Linked DNA regions of Sus scrofa: regions 2 and 3 are each linked to region 1. Evidence: chromatin contacts called from public Hi-C and promoter capture Hi-C data. All regions are on one chromosome and are shown on one strand. The core of a region is the stretch at or near the end of the contact, and the rest is flanking DNA. Distances in the headings are between cores, read along the strand shown. Region 1 holds the start of CCSAP (centriole, cilia and spindle-associated protein). Region 2 holds the start of TAF5L (TAF5-like RNA polymerase II p300/CBP-associated factor-associated factor 65 kDa subunit 5L). Region 3 holds the start of ABCB10 (ATP-binding cassette sub-family B member 10, mitochondrial).

Region 1 (3,107 bases), core at 175-2,674:
CCCCACACACAGCCAGCTCCAGTGCCAGGCCTGTAAGTGAGGCCATCTTGAACCTTCCAGCCCAGCATTCCCTCCAGCTGAATGCAACTGTTTTAAGAGAATCTAAACCAGCAGAGTGGAAGCAGCAGCAAAATTGCCCCGCTAACCCATAGAATCGTGAGAAATAACGCATCTTGGTTGTTTTAAACCACAAATTTTAGGGTGGTTATTATGCAGCCAAAGCTAACTGAAACAGATTGTGTTCTGATTTTTTCATGTAACTGCACATCATCTTTCACCCACGTTATTAATATATTTATTAAGGTTCTTTTGTTTGTAACCATGGGAAACCATCTTAAAGAAAAAGGAGATGCATTAGAAAGTTCCTGGGGTATTTTGAGCTACAGAAAATAAAGTTGGGGAGGGAAAAAGTCTGGGTCACTGTGGGGGTGTCAACAGCAGGAGGTCACAGTATATCTCTCCAGAAAACTGCCCTTAACAATCAGTACTAATGACGTCTAGATTACTAACTTTAGTTTTCAGAACAGGCTGACTCCCGCGGGGGCAGCGTCTACCTTTGGATCATTTAGCTATGATGGGGGCGGGGAAGGACGCGGAGACAGGCAACAGAAGGGAAAACAGTCATGAATCAGAACAAATCCGGTATGGAAGCCGGAGCCAGGTAATTCATTACGGCCTAGGCCTGCTTTTCAACTGCTAAATATGTCCCGATATTCCAAAACGTTTCTTTCAAATCTTTTTGTAACGAATGTATCCAGGCTCCTTTCAATAAAGGGGAAGAATCCATGTGGGGCCCTTTGGAAAATGTAACAATCAGAGCAACGTTGTATACTTAGCACCACTCAACTGAGTGGGCCAAGGTTTTCTGTGCAAATTGGTCTCCGAGAGGGTGGCTCGGCCAATTTTATCATTCTCATAAAAAATGTTTGGAGCGTGGACAAGAAAGGACTCGTACTAAAACGTGAAAGGGGGTTAAAGCCAGAGTAACAGGTGTTGTGAACAGAGGGAAGGAAGCAAGAGTCAACGTGTGGACTTGTATTGTTTTTGGGAACCTCGAGGTGTCAAAGAGACCACTGAATGTCGCTGGCTGAGGGGCGGCCGGTCCTGGATGCCTTCTGCAGAGGCGGGGGCCCAGGGCAGCGCCTCCAGGGACCTGGGGCGCGGGCGCCTAGGGCGAGTGGGCAGGGACCTGGCGGGGACTCCCGGCTTGCCGAGGCGCCCGCGTCTCGGTGCCCCACGCACCACCCTGAAGCAGCCGCCCCCACCGAGCCGGGCGGGGGGCCGGGGCCGGGAGCGCGCGCGGGAGGCGTTGGCTCCCAGGACTGAGGCGGCGCCTTCGCCTCCCCGCTGCCGCCGGAGGAACACGGGCCACCGCGCCAGTGGCGACATCTTGCTCGGCAGGAAAGCGCGGGCAGAGCGCGCGACTCTGGGCTGCTGCGCCTCGCTCGCGGAGGACTGCTTGGGCGCCGCGGGGCCGGGGGCGCAGGGCAAGGCCGGAGCCGCACGAAGGAGGTAAGAGGGGGCCGCCCCTCCTGCCCCTACCCCGCGCCCAGAGGGCGCTCCCAGGACCCAGAGGCCGCCCAGCTCCCCGCGCCCACACCTCCTTCTCCTCCCTCCTCCACGGTCCATTCCCCTGGTTTCCGCAGCCTCTGGCTGCGCACCTCCCGAGCCGCCCTCCCCAGTGACCCCCACGCCCAGCAGCGGGTACCGCTATCCCCCTCCCCTACCCCAGAGCCGCTGGGCCCGTCCCCGCCCCCTCCCAGGGCTGGCAGCGCGTTCTCTCCGCCCCTTGCCCCGCCCACCGCCCAGGTCCGCCTGCGCTGTGCCCGCCTCCACTCCCCGCCCGCCCCCACCCGCGCTCCCGTTCCCGCTCCCACGCCCCGCCCCCGTCCGCCCCGTTCGGGCGGGGCTCCGGGTTTAAACGTCGCGGCGGGCTGGGCGAGCCGGAGGGGCGGGGCGCGCCTCTGTGTCTTGTCGCGGATTTCGTAGGCGAAGGCTAGGCGCGGAACGGCGGGCCCTCGGTGCCGGCGGGCGCCACCATGTCCCCGGGGAGCGGCGTGAAGAGCGAGTACATGAAGCGCTACCAGGAGCCGCGCTGGGACGAGTACGGGCCGTGCTACCGCGCGCTGCGCCACTACCGCCTGGGCCGCCGGCTGCTGGAGCAGGCGCACGCGCCCTGGCTCTGGGACGACTGGGGCCCAGCCTCGGACGACTCGGCGTCGTCAGCGTCGTCGGGCGCCGGGGCCCCATTACCCCAGTGCACCCCGGCCTCGCCGCCGCCGCCCGCGGAGCCCGCGGCGCGGGACGGGTCGGACCAGCCGGCCCACGCGGCCCAGGAGGAGCAGGGTGCGGAGGCTGTGGGGGACGCAGAGGACGCGGAAGACGCTGCGCTGCCAGGTACCGGGCCGGGGAGAGGGGCTGCGAGTGGCCTGCTCGCGGTACCGGATTTGCTCTTGCATCTCTGAACTGCCCAGCTGTTTCTCGAAAGCGCTTGGGGAAAGCTCTTCCTTTACCTATTTTATTTAATCTTTTCATTGACTTTTGGTAGGAGGAGAATGTGTCTCCCTTGACAAAATAAGAAAAGTATCGGTCCCGCCTCCGCCCTCCCCTCCTTTATTTCCGTAATTGGATGGATCTGGGTTGAGCCAGCTGTGAACTCATTAAAGTGCCTCTGGAGAAGTCCGGGTTTTTACCCAAGGGCCTTGTTGGCCTCTGAGCCGCTGAACTCGCATCTGTTTATTTTTCAGCGCGCAATTGTTTATGAGAGGAGCCCAGCTTTCTTCAGATTCCCAAAGGCGACCGCAAGAGGTTAAGAGCCATTGAGCTAAGCGTACCGCCCTGTGAATGGGGCCGTTGTTTTGTATTTTAACTCCCTGGCCGCGCCGCGCTGTCCCTAAAGAATATTTTGCACTTGTTTACGCAGGCTGTTGCGTAACCGAGGACTAGTATAGGAATAATCCTGGTAGTGCTCGGTCCTCTCGGCTTCTTGCCTCCCACTCATCGAAAAGCGCCCATCCTTAGGCTGCTGCTGTGACCGGGAGCAGGGGCTGGGAAATGCCTCTTGCGGGCTGTGCATCTGCTTTGCAGCCGCGGTCCTCCACCTTCTC
Region 2 (3,107 bases), core at 426-2,925, 190 kb before region 1:
GAGCTAGTTTTAGTTTATCTTCCCAGGAAGTTGTCTTGCTTTTAAGCTTAAGAGAAATGCCAGAATAAACAGCAGCCATTGCTGTACTTTACCTGCAATTTAAAGCAATGGAAAAAAAAATTACATTAAGTCCAAACTTAAAAGGCATCAGAAAATGAACATTATGTATCTTATGGTCTACATAACCCGTAGTCTTTAAAAAAAATTTTTTTTGTCTTTTTTTCCTTCTTCTTCTTTTTGTTTTGGTCTTTTGTCTTTTAGGGCCGTACCCACAGCATATGGAGGTTCCAAGCCTAGGGGTTGAATCAGAGCTGTAGCCACTGACCTATGTCACAGCCAGTCTGAATCTGAGCTGCATCTGCCACCTACACCACAGCTCACCACAATGCCGGATCCTTAACCCACTGAGTGAGGCCAGGGATGAAACCTGCATCCTCATGGATACTAGTCAGATTCATTTCTGCTGATCTACAATGGGCATTCCCCTAAAAATTTTTTTTCCTTTTAATGAAATTAAAATGCTATCAGGCATAAGTCTACAGATAGATGCTTGAGTCCATCACCTTGGGAGAAATTCAGATGAAAGCAAACAGAAGATGGATTACACACAAGTATTCCTGCTGTGCTCCAACACCACATCCTCAGAGGTTAGTTCGCAGAAATTCAAAGGGACAAAACCCAAAGTGTTCACAGAATTTCTGAAAAGATTCATTCATACTTGGTTTTAGATGGAAAAAGTAAATTTCTTCACAAATGCTTCATAATATACTATGTATCAGGACCAGCTCCTTTCAACAGTTTAAAGAGACAAGGAGGCAGTATTTGGACATAGTAATATTTCCTCAAGTACAAAATAAATACAGTATAAACCTAGTTCCAATAGAAAGATTTATTCCAGCTGCAACAGTAACGTCCCAGTATAACTTGATCCACAGCTCTTCTGAAAGACTCTACAAAATATAGCTACAAAATTAACATGAAAAAATACCAATATAACAAAATCACGAATGAAAAAAGAATGCAAACACTCCAACCACCTATAATCCCATAAAACTGAGGCATTTATAGTTTGAGTTTCTAAGTCATAGCAAAAAGGGCAAATATATCAGATTAAATCATTTGCATTATATAAAAGTAAGCAAGTCAGTTCCTTAGGAGAGAAAGTTTTTCATGATACTTAATACTGAAATAAAATTATCATAAAAACAAAACACGGCCAAGGAAATACCAGAAAAAGATCGCAGCCCCATGACTCTATTTTAAATACTGTCAAACCAAAAAGAATTTGCTGGATCACTGAATGTTTTAAATCTAAGAGGTCTGAGGTCCTACAGACCTACCTTCAGAACTAGTTCTTAGTAGGTATCTTTACAGGGAATAAGCAAAAATCAGATGAAAGACATTCAGCAGAGTAATTTTCACTCTACTGCAGACAACAGAACAAGTCAAGTGCTGTCAGTCACCCTATAGTCAAAACGTCCAACATCCACTCAACAGCTACTTACTGAAATTCTAAATCCAATGTCATTGAGACAGCTACAAAGTACTTAAAAACTGTTTGCAAAATTGGCTACAAAAATACCCCAGACACTCCCGGAGTCTACCCACTCTTCCACTCTCAAGGCCCCGCGGCGATCTTTGCAAGAGAGTGTGAAAAGCCCGTTGCTGACAGCAAGGCTGCGTCAGCACTCACGCGCGGCCGCACTGAATCTACGGAATAGAAGGGAGCCCAGTAGCCAAAATCAAGAGAGCAGAGCCAGGAGTGATGGGAGCGAGCCCAGAGCGGGCTGACCGGGGGCGGGCGGTCCCAAGGTGAGCAGCCCCCTCGGGGCCGACTCGGGATAGGGACCGCAGGAGGGGCGGAGGGCCGGGCCAGGAGCGTGCTCACCTCAGCGCCGGCCCCAGGTAGGGAGCTCTCCTCAGGTCTCTCCTGGGTTGGGGCTCACCTGCAGGCCGTCCCCAGGTGAGAAGCTCACGCACACTCCGCCGGGACGGGCGGCGGGCAGTCCCCAGGTATGAGCTCTCCTGGCCGCCAGCCTGGGCCGGGGACCGCGTGTAGTGGAAGACTGCTACCTTGGGGGCGGCGGGACCGACCCCGGGCCCACCACGTGGGGCCGGCGGGTTCCTTCCGCCCGACGCCAGCGGCGCGGAGGCGGGGCGCGCTCGCCAGGCATCGCCAGCCGAGCGCCGAGGCACCGCGCCCATTGGCGGAGGCGGTGGCGCGTCGGAGGCCGGAGCGGCCCAGCCCGCGGCGGCTCCGCGTCAGTCAGTCATGGGGCGGCCGCCCAGAGCCGCCGCGGGGGCGGCGGGGCGCGGGGCGCGGGAGCCCGGCTGAGTCGGCCGGCGGGGCGCGAGCCTGCCGCGGAGTCGACGGAGGCGGACACGGGGAGAGCCCGGAGGCGGCGGCGGCGGGGGCAGCGGGGGCCGCCTAGGATGTTCAGTGAGTGGGGCGGCGGGCCGAGGGCGCGGCGGGCGGGCCGTGAGGCCTAGGAGGTGGGGGCGGGGCGCGGGCGGGGCGGCTGGGCTCCGCGGTCCCGCTCGGAGTCCTGCGGGCGGGGCGGGCGGCGCGAATGGCCGGGCGCGCGTCCCCGTCCCTTCTTCATTGAAGGCAAGGGAAGTGTTTTGGGGCGGAACTGGAGATTAAACTTCGCACATGGTGACTGTGGGTGGACGGGCGTGAGGTCAACCTTTGCACGGGGCGCGGGGGATGCCCACCTGCAAGGGCACGCAGGAGGTGGCCCCGCTCCTGACAGCCAGGTGAGGCGTGCGCCCCGCGGCGTCGCGGAGCCCTTCGGCGAGGCGTGGGTCGGGAGGCCGCCGCGGTGGGAGACCGCGGTGTCACTGTAGCCTTAGCGGAAGTGGAGCGCAGGAGGCTCCGTGTAGCCCTCCCTTCGGCGGTGGAAGTGTCGTTTCAGTGCGGATCTCGCAGCCTGCAAGGCTCCGGGATTCGGAGGGAATCCTGCCCGGCCCGAGCGCCGCTGGTCTTGAATCGCGGAAACTCTGACCTTGCGGGTTGAAATCTTGGAATGGTAATTCCCGTTAAGAAGAACCAGGTGCCTCATTGGGAGGAATGGTGGGGCGGAGTTTGCTCTTAAGTGATGCGAGTG
Region 3 (3,107 bases), core at 420-2,919, 140 kb before region 1:
CGGGTCTTAGAAGGTGAGGCTTAGAGGATGGTATGCTTCCTTTCCACAGGGGGATTTAGGGTGTGATTTAATCCCACACCATCTTTCCTTTATTGGTACTTCCCCTCAAAAGCCCTACATTCTTTACCTACCAGGGCCTAAGTCAGGTGAGGTGAGGCACTGTCCTGGGGGCAAAATTTACAGAAACTCAAAACAGTCCCAGTAATCAAGATAAGTGATATTTTAATGGAAAAAACTTTAAAAAACCAGAGTTCCCATTGTGGCTCAGGGGGTTAAGGCCCGATGTTGTCTCTGTGAGAATGTGGGCTCAATCCCTGCTCTGGTTCACACAGCTAAAAATCAGGCACTACAGCAAGATGTGGTGTAGGTCACAGCTACAGCTCTGATTCCACCCCTGGCTGGAGAACTTCCATATGCCACAGGAGTGACTGTAAAAAGAAGAAAAAAATTAAAAACCAAACTGGCAAACAACTTTGCTAAATGCTTGATTTTTTAAATAGGTTTTCAGGGCTCGATCAGGGTGAGAAGAGAGAGGCAGGATCCTGCAAGTAAGTGCAGGGGCAGATCCTGCCTTTGAAACTTTTGCTATATTGTTCATCATGGGTTTTTGGCATTAATTTTAATTTTGGGGGATCTTTTTTAGGGCCACACCCACAGTATATGGAGGTTCCCAAACTAGGGGTTGAACTGGAGATGTAGCTGCTGGCCTACACCACATCCACAGCAACTTTAGATCCAAGCAGCACCTGCGACCTACACTACAGCTCACAGCAATGCAGAATCCTTAACCCACTAAGCGAGGCCAGGGATCCAACCTGCATCCTCATGGATGCTAGTCAGATTCACTTCCGCTGAGCCACGATGGGAACTCCTAACTTTGATTTTTTTTAAAAAATTTGAACTAAAATGTCTGATCAGTGACTCGCCCCCCCAATCAATAAATATTGCAACTGAGGCAATTGTCTCTCAGTAGCAGCCTCATTCGAGTCTCAGCCTGTAAAAACACTAAGTCACCATAAAGCTATCCACCTCATTCAAGCACGATTCTAAGATTAGACCTAGGCCTCAGCGTACAGAGGCCCCACCGCTAAGTCTCCATGTCCCCGTGGGCTTCAGACCCTCTCCTCCCGCCTTCCGTGCACGTGCACGGAGTTCTGACGAGTCTTCTTGCTGGGAGCAGTCGGCGCGCTTCGGCCACGTCCACTTCAGCATTTCTGTCCTGCACAACGCCCTCCAAGTCCGCGCCGACCTGCGGGGGCGTCCGGTCGGGTGACGCCCAGCACAGAACCCGGGGACACCGCCCCGTCCTGGCCCTCACTGACAGCCGCGTCAGGGTGCCAACCTCGCGCGACAGCGTGCGCGCGCTCCGCGGAGCGAGTCGGCGTGAGAAAGGAGCCTCAGCTTCTTCCGGAGAGGATGAAGAGCGCGAAAAGGCTTCCCCGCGCAGTGGGGCGCAGGCGCAGCGGCGCACGGCGCTGTCCTCGGCCTGGTCCGCAGTCGCTCCGGAGGCGTGACCGTGCTCGGCCGCCCGATTGGGGGCGCTGCGGACGGGCGCCGGAGGCGGGCGGGGACTCCCGGGGGTGGTCCGGGCTCGGCTCGCCTCCTTGGGGGCGGGGATGGGGCGGGCGCGCCCGTCCCGGGCGGCGAGCGGCGGCCGCGGCCGCTGGCTAGGCGGCGGTCTGAGGCGCGCGGGTCAGACGCGGCGCCATGCGCGGCCCCCCTGCCTGGCCGCTGCGGCTGCTCGTGAGGCGGGGCCCGGCCTCCCGCGTCCCCTGGGCCCGGCTGCCGCCGACGCGCCTGGGGTCAGCGCCACCTTGGGGCGTGGGGCCGGGGCTCCTGGCAGGTGGCGGGACCGCGCGAGGTCCACACGGCTGGGCTGGCGGCTGCCCGGGCGGGGGTGCCGGCGGCCCTGCGGGCGGAGCGGGCCTCTCGCGGCTCCTGGCGCTGTGGGCGCGGCCCCCGGGCCCCTCCAACTGGGGGGCGTCCGCCGGGCCCAGCGCCTCAAGACTTCTGCGCGCCGGGTTCCCGAGCGGCCCAGCCGTGGGCGAGGCCAAGCGGCGGCCGGACTTGCGCGCGGCCGCGGCAACCCCCAGACACGACCCGCCGCTGCAGCCCGCTGCTGCCGGACGCTCGGAGGCCCAGAAGCTCCTGAGGCTGGCGCACCCAGAGCGCCGGAGGCTGGCAGGTAGGGCCGCCCCGCCTCCCGCCTCCGTCACCCCGCGGCCTCGCGGGGGCGAGGTGTTGGGGCCACGGGAGAGGGGGAACACTGCGGCGGAGGGACCCTGGGCCACTCGAAACGGTGCAGAGGGACGAGGTGGCCTTTCACCTGGGCATTTCTACTGGGACGTGTGGGGCAGAGCGTGCCTCGCAGTAGCGTTGTCAAGCCATTCCGGCCAGCTGGCCATCAGTTCACAGAACTGTCGGGTGTTTGTTTTCTTAGCTTGACACGGGTTATACAAGGGGATCGTATCTCAATATTCTAGTGTTTGGGTCTGTTCCGCTTTCACTTTGCCAGCATTCACAGAATGACCTGGGTCTTCCCCCCCCCCCCACCCGCTTTGTAAAATTAATCCTAGCACCAGATAAACCTGTTTTGTCATATGAACTTGCACTTAAGAAACAAACCAAGATGTTATTTACTTTAGGTAAGTTTGTTAAGTAGTCAACAATGTTTTTACTGTGTGAGGCAGAACAATCTGAGTCTTTCAGATTTGTCTCATAATTTTGCCTACTTTTCAGAAGAGTCAGCACTGGCCATGATCAGTGATCTGTAAACTCCAGGAGCTTTGAGAAACTAGGTCATAATCCTTTCAAAATGAATATTTTTAGAAAGAAAATCCAGATAAAAAGATTTTTCTATAGCTTCTCATTTTTAGCTATAAATGGAGAAATGTTTAAATGCAAGGGCCTTGTAAGAGCTAAAAGGCTTTGAGATTTCTCCACATCTTCATTTCTTTAATATTTATTGAGCCTCCTTGTGTGCTGAGCCCTTGGGTTACATAGAAACATCCTGGTGGGGCCTGCAGCTTAGTGGGGGAGACTCATTAATGAAAAGATCTTATGACTAGAGATAAACTGTAGCTGTAATGAGGGCTTGGAAAGAGAGC

What was found. Promoter capture Hi-C pulls out the DNA fragments that hold promoters and counts their contacts. Hi-C and Micro-C count contacts between places; a contact is called where the count stands out from the background.
Region 2: a contact with region 1 is called in a promoter capture Hi-C map of liver, with 3 times the contacts expected there. The contact joins the promoter of TAF5L here to the promoter of CCSAP in region 1. A contact is called at or near these places in 1 of 5 promoter capture datasets (liver) and 2 of 47 Hi-C or Micro-C datasets (embryonic fibroblasts and heart right ventricle).
Region 3: a contact with region 1 is called in a Hi-C map of liver, with 5 times the contacts expected there. The contact joins the promoter of ABCB10 here to the promoter of CCSAP in region 1. A contact is called at or near these places in 2 of 47 Hi-C or Micro-C datasets (heart right ventricle and liver) and 1 of 2 datasets of contacts at active chromatin or transcription factors (alveolar macrophages).

What each region holds. Positions count from the first base shown.
Region 1 is chr14:60,443,628-60,446,734 of Sscrofa11.1, forward strand. It overlaps CCSAP (centriole, cilia and spindle-associated protein), which reads left to right and starts at 1,425. Exons shown (of 4, transcript XM_013983237.2): 1 at 1,425-1,512; 2 at 1,990-2,397. The coding sequence starts at 2,040.
Region 2 is chr14:60,252,827-60,255,933 of Sscrofa11.1, forward strand. TAF5L (TAF5-like RNA polymerase II p300/CBP-associated factor-associated factor 65 kDa subunit 5L) reads left to right here and starts at 1,676. Exons shown (of 5, transcript XM_013983234.2): 1 at 1,676-1,812. URB2 (unhealthy ribosome biogenesis protein 2 homolog) reads right to left here and starts at 1,636. Exons shown (of 11, transcript XM_021074277.1): 1 at 1,506-1,636; 2 at 1-92. The coding sequence starts at 79.
Region 3 is chr14:60,308,224-60,311,330 of Sscrofa11.1, forward strand. It overlaps ABCB10 (ATP-binding cassette sub-family B member 10, mitochondrial), which reads left to right and starts at 1,670. Exons shown (of 13, transcript XM_021072390.1): 1 at 1,670-2,185. The coding sequence starts at 1,708.